Regions from separate parts of the Triticum aestivum genome. Here region 2 is linked to region 1. A link is a contact called in public Hi-C data. All regions are on one chromosome and are shown on one strand. Each heading gives the region's core, a stretch centred on a gene start, on an enhancer-like site or on the middle of the called end of the contact. The rest is flanking DNA. Distances are from core to core; before and after follow the strand shown.

Region 1 (2,933 bases), core at 224-2,723:
AGTAAAGAAACCAGCCGGTAAAAGCAGCCCAGGAGCCTGACATCGGTCGTCTCTACGCATCGGGCTGATCGTACAAGCGCGCTCATGGACAACGCCGGGCTGCTCGCCGCCTGCCTCGCCACTAGTCCTGGCCATGGGCCGCCCGGCCCGAACAGCCCGGCCCGAAAAAGCCTGGCCCAACCCTGCTCCCGGGCCGGGCCTGGGCCTAGGTTTTGAGCCCGAGGACTAGGTCGGGCCGGGCCTGGGCCTGCTGTTTATGCCATTTACTGAAGAGGCCTGGCCTGAGGCCCGAGGCCCGACGTGTTTTTTGCTGTGATGGGTCGGGCTCGGGCCTGAAAACTAGGCCCGACGGCCGGGCTGGGCTCGGGCCTGAGTTTTCTACCTTGGGCTTGGTCAGGCCCGGCCCGAAGCCTGGCCCGGCCCGGAGGATGGCCAGGTCTACTCGCCACCGTCGTGGCCAACCTGCTCGCTGGACATCGATTGGTGGGTGCCTCCGACGCCCGCTGGCGCCACCTTCTCATCGTTACCATTGGCCGAAGAGCCAAACACGTGGCGCTCGCCGTCGCGTTGTGCCTTCACGCGGCGGTCCTTCTCTCGTCCTTCACCACCAGCAGGGACCTCGCGGTGCACCTCCACAACACGGAGGCGAAGCTCGCGCGCATGGAGCAAATTATCCGTAAGCGTCGAGCCAGAAATTAATCATTATTCTACGTTAAATCCATCAATTGTATATCCAAATTATTGCATATTACGCCAACATATATACAATTAATTAACGCAGCAAGGTGCAATAGCTGTTTTTTGAAGATCGCCATCTTACTAAATTTGTGATCGGTTGCCTGTATTTAGAGAACCAAGAAAAACACCACATCGAGATGATGAACAACATAGCAAGTATGTTGTCCAATACGGGGGCGTTTGGTTCGTGGGCAAGGTTAGCTGGCTAAGGATATACCTAACCACGTGGTTGGGGATATCCTTATTCTCGTGTTTGGTTGCAAATTGAGAGGTGGTTAAGGGTAACCAATTTTATGTTTGGTAAGAAGGATGGAAGATGGATATCTTATAATTTGAGTTCTTTTTTGTAAATATAAACTAATTATACAAAACATATATATCAATTTTTTTAGAATTAAAACATATATATATATATATTTGAATGGTCAACGACACTATAGAAAAAATGCATTGGATTTGTAACTTCATGGTCCAAACATATCCATCTGTACAACCAAATGCGTACACTCCAATCTGACAAAAAAATACAAGCTATACATCAGCAGATTAGAAGATGTATCTAATGGCCAATTCGAAGTCGATCTTGCCATGTCATGTCACAGCTAGATGCAAAAATACTAGTCTGAAGAATGATATCTCCAGGGCATCGCGCGTGGGTGGTTGCCACCATCCGCCATAATTTCGCGGCTCCCCTCAGCCAGCTTTTGATGGAATATTCCCAGGTATCTGGTTATCCTCAGCCATCTTCGCTCACAAACCAAACGAGTGGTATCCCCTCTAAAACTGGCTATCCCTATTCCCTGGATGGTTATCCTTTGAACCAAACGCCACCTACTTCCGATGAAATAAAGCTGATGACCAACAAAGTCACCAAAGCCGACGGCACGCCAAATTCTGAATTCAACATCGCAGCGGAAGATGATCTCCAGCCATCGCAAGGTGTAACCATGGTAAGGATACCACGCTGTTCCCTCTAATTTTTAGTTTTTTACAGACAAAGGAAGACATCAGAAAGTCAGTGTACGTGATGACTTTAGCACAGCACGCATACTGCTTCCACCGTTGCTTGGTTGTACACTTACTTTGAGTTTGCTTCGCTCGTGAATCGTGATCACCTCATGGCAGGATCACGAGTTTCCCAGCATTTGTGATGACCCGGAGCCGGAGGATGCACCGATACCTGATCAGCGAGACGAATCAGCGGAACCACACAAGCCATGGAGGTTCATCCCGGTGCCCGAAGGCCACGTCTTTGTGCCGGAATGCGTCGGCGATGAGCTCATAGTGCACATCCGGCCGTCCTCGCAAAGTGGCTCCGAGCACAGCGCCACCGTTGACGCCGACCAACAGCTCCCCTTCACCTGCGGACATCCGGAGGCGGGAACGCCGTCCTTTTACGACGGCGGTCCTTACCGCGCGCTGTTCTGGTCGCTGCCCGAGCTTGACGACCAAGGCCCAAAAAACGTCTTGCCGTTACCATGGTCGCGGTTGGAGATGTGGGGCAGGCTGACGGCGGCGGCGCTGGATGGGACTTGGGCCGTAAACCCCCCGATTATACACGAACATGCGTTACCTGAGTCCGTGACGCTCTCCACCGACGTGGTGATGTTCTACCGGCCGGACCCGGAGGCTGGGGGAACGAATGTGATGATTGCTGCAACCGAGGATGTGGAGCATGTGTATAGCATGGAGGAACATGGTACCCCGGCGGTGACCGCTCTCACGCCGCACTCTATTCTTCCCACGTATTCTGGTCTTCCCTAGGAGATGCATCTTTTGTCTCAACCATTTATGATCAATAGGAGCTATATATATATACTTGGTGCCGTTTGATGTTTTTGAAAAAAAACTCATCGAACTTGAAAAAGGTTCATCGAAATTGAAAAAGTTCATCAACTATTTTAAAAAAACTTTTATTTTAGAAAAGTTCATGAATTTAAGAAAATAAACAGGAACCAAAAATGAAAAGAAAAAAAAGGAACACATAGGACATTTCCTATATGTATAGAAATATAATAAAGGAAGTCGCTATACCCAAGCGCCGTGATGGTGTAGTGGTTAGCGCAAATAACTTGCAGCGAGGAGGTTGTGGGTTTCATCCCTGACGCGGTGACGCCCCCACTGCCGGGAGCTCCTAGGTGGCGCTTTAGGCGCCAGCTAAGGGAGCTGGCGCTCACAGCCGCCAAATCGTGGGC
Region 2 (2,933 bases), core at 231-2,730, 970 kb after region 1:
CCATTGCCATCATCTTCCTCTTCTCCGCCACCCCTTTCCCCATCACCCTCATTGTCAGAAGCAGCACACTGAGCAGAAGCCGGCCCCTTGGGGACTTCCTCCTCCAATGCCTTTGCAGCCACCTCGATTTCTCCATCGTCAGCTGCCACCTTATCCCCCTTCTCTTCCTCCCCCTTCTCCTCCTCTTCACCATCCTTTACCGCTGTGGAAGTCGACAGATTGCCAGGCTGATCTCTAGGCGCAGCCACCTCATGTTCCTCCTCTTCCTCCACTTCCTCGTCCTCTAGAACGGCCTTCCTTGTACTAGCCGCTCTTGTGAACCTTCCCTGGCCCCCTCTGGACCCCGTCTTCAGAGGCTGTGGTGGAGGGGCGACCGTCGGAGCATTCTTCTTCCTCCCACGGCGTGTAATCATCTGGGCCTCCACATCGTCTTCCTTCTCCAGTTCAGGAGGCTCCGTATCCTCCTTCCGCGTCACCAGCAGGGCTTCCTCCTCCTCATCTCCTTTCTCCGACTCAGCAGCTGCTGTGGTCTTCTTCCGCCCGCCAGCACGCGGCGCCAGCGGGGCCTCCTCCTTCTCCGGTTCAGAGGGCTCCGCGGCCTTCTTCCGTCCACCACGGCGCCTCCCCTTCGGGGCCTCCTTCTTCCCCTCTTCCTCCTCCTCGTCTCCTTTCTCCGGCTCAGCAGCTGCTGTGGTCTTCTTCCGCCCGCCAACAGGCGGCGCCAGCGGGGCCTCCTCCTTCTCCTCTCCCTTCTCCGGTTCAGAGGGCTCCGCGGCCTTCTTCCGTCCACCACGGCGCCTCCCCACCGGGGCCTCCTTCTCCCCCTCTTCCGTCTGTTCAGGGGGAGCCACTGCAGCCACCTTCCTACGTCCGCCCCGGCGGGGCTTCTCCTCCTCCACTACCACTACCGCCGCGTCCGGCACTTCATTCTCCACCTCGGGGATCGCCGCCACCGCTGCCTTCTTCCGTGTGCCCCGGCGGGTCGCCGCAGGGGGCTTCTCCTCCTCCACCGCCGCCGTCTCTGCCGCATAGCGCGAGGAGCACCTAGTTCCGGGGTCGGCAGCGGTGGCGGTGCTCAGATCCGAATTGGAGGGGATGGACACGGCGAGCACGGTGGACTCGCCGATCTTGATCAGGTTCCCATGGGAAAGCGGGGTGGGAACAAAGGGCTCGAGGGGCACATCGTTGAGGAAGGAGCCGTTGGAGGATCCCAGATCGGAGGCGACCCATCCGGCGGCGGGCGGCGGGAGGAACTCGATGGAGAGATGTTGCTGCGACGCGCCCTTATCGCGCACGGCAAAGTGGTTGCCTTTGATGACGCGCCCGACACGGAGCACGGATCCAGCGCTGCACTGGCAGATCTCTCCCTTGCGCGGACCCTTCTCCACCGCCAGGGTGAGCACCGGCGGCGGAGCGGCCATTTGGGGGTTTGGGGGAGTGAAAGTGGGGAAATTTCGAATTTCGTGGGGGGAGGAGAGAGGGGTTTGAGCTTTTGGAGCTTTTGCCAGAACCGCAAAAAACTACGAAAATGCCACTGAAGAAACTTTTCCAGGCCCACTAGGCCGAACATTTTAGCTCTTTTTCTGAGACAGGCCGAACATTTTAATTGGGTCGACCCCGTCGGGTACGGGCAGCCCGGGCTCAGATTTTGGACCAAGCCTGATTAAAACCAAAATTTTAAAATATATAGGATTTGATAAAATAAATACGGAAATTCCCTCGAAAAAGGAGAAAAGTATGGAATAAAAATAATAATTAAACGCAACTGATTGATCATGTGCACGCGTTGATCGGGTTGTGATATGGGTGAAACCACCCCAAACATTTACCCGTCCTTCAGCTTACCCATCATTCATATCTATACGCGTCAAAACATACAATTTTTTTTCTATATTCGTCACCCGACAGAGTAGTCAGGTACCCACGGATACAAATACCCATGTTTGCAAAGCATCAATTTGAGCGGCACATAGTCCTAAACAACATATAATCATAATTTACGCACACCAACACATCATAAAAGGAGTATATACTTATAAAAAACATCACATCATAAAAAACAACACATTCCAATAAACAACATTACTTTCTCATACAGAAAAACATATCAAAACAACAATAAACAAACAACACGTAGTTGTACATTTTAAGTTCATAAACTGATGACAAAGTGTAGAGGTAACTTGGTCATACTTGTGAGATTTTATATGGGTACATTAGGTATACGGGTGTGGGTTATACGATCTCATGCCCATACCCGCTCTACCCGGTGGATTTGAGAATTCCTATTTATATACTCATGGGTAACTTTCTGTCTCATACCCTTATCCTAATAGGGTTTTTACCTGTCAGATACATGGGTAATGGGTACTCATTGCCATCCCTACATCCAGCCCCACGCGCGACACCCCATCTGAACAAGCATCACTCGCACCCGCATCGTCTTCATCTCCTCTCTTTGTCTCTCTCCCATCTCCCTTTTTCGTCTTTAGATCAAGCACTCGTGCTGCTACTGCAAAGTCAACATCGCAACTCTGATGAACTCTAGTCATCCTGCTCGAGGGACCAACGCACAATGCTACAATCTATTTCCTCTGCCTCCAGATGAAGCACAAGTGCGGCCGCTGCAAGCCACTTTGATAACTCCTGTGAGCTCTGATCGGCGTCTGCATGGCCACGACATTGCAAGCCGACAACACAACTCGTCGAAGCTCTTCTCGCATGTTGCAAGGCCAACGGTGAGGCGATATAATCCCTTCCCCTGCCTCGATATCAAGCACGTATATGGTGTTTCTACAAGCCGACAGGTCAAGGTGTCGCGCTTCTGCAAGCCGCACCATAGCTCCGGCGAAGTCGCAAGGCCAGGGTGCGGCGCTTCAACTTAGATGTGCGTGCTGCAAGGGGAGGTAGTGGGTGACCACTCGGTGCTTCAT

The links. A called contact is a pair of places that touch in the nucleus more often than the background predicts.
Region 2: a contact with region 1 is called in a Hi-C map of leaf, with 3 times the contacts expected there. The contact joins the promoter of LOC123060964 here to the promoter of LOC123056883 in region 1. A contact is called at or near these places in 2 of 5 Hi-C or Micro-C datasets (both in leaf).

Annotation. Positions count from the first base shown.
Region 1 is chr3A:203,644,596-203,647,528 of IWGSC CS RefSeq v2.1, forward strand. LOC123056883 reads left to right here and starts at 1,474. Exons shown (of 2, transcript XM_044480119.1): 1 at 1,474-1,688; 2 at 1,864-2,502. The coding sequence starts at 1,593. The coding sequence ends at 2,502.
Region 2 is chr3A:204,611,498-204,614,430 of IWGSC CS RefSeq v2.1, forward strand. It overlaps LOC123060964 (ABC transporter F family member 4), which reads right to left and starts at 1,481. Exons shown (of 3, transcript XM_044483834.1): 1 at 1-1,481. The coding sequence starts at 1,421.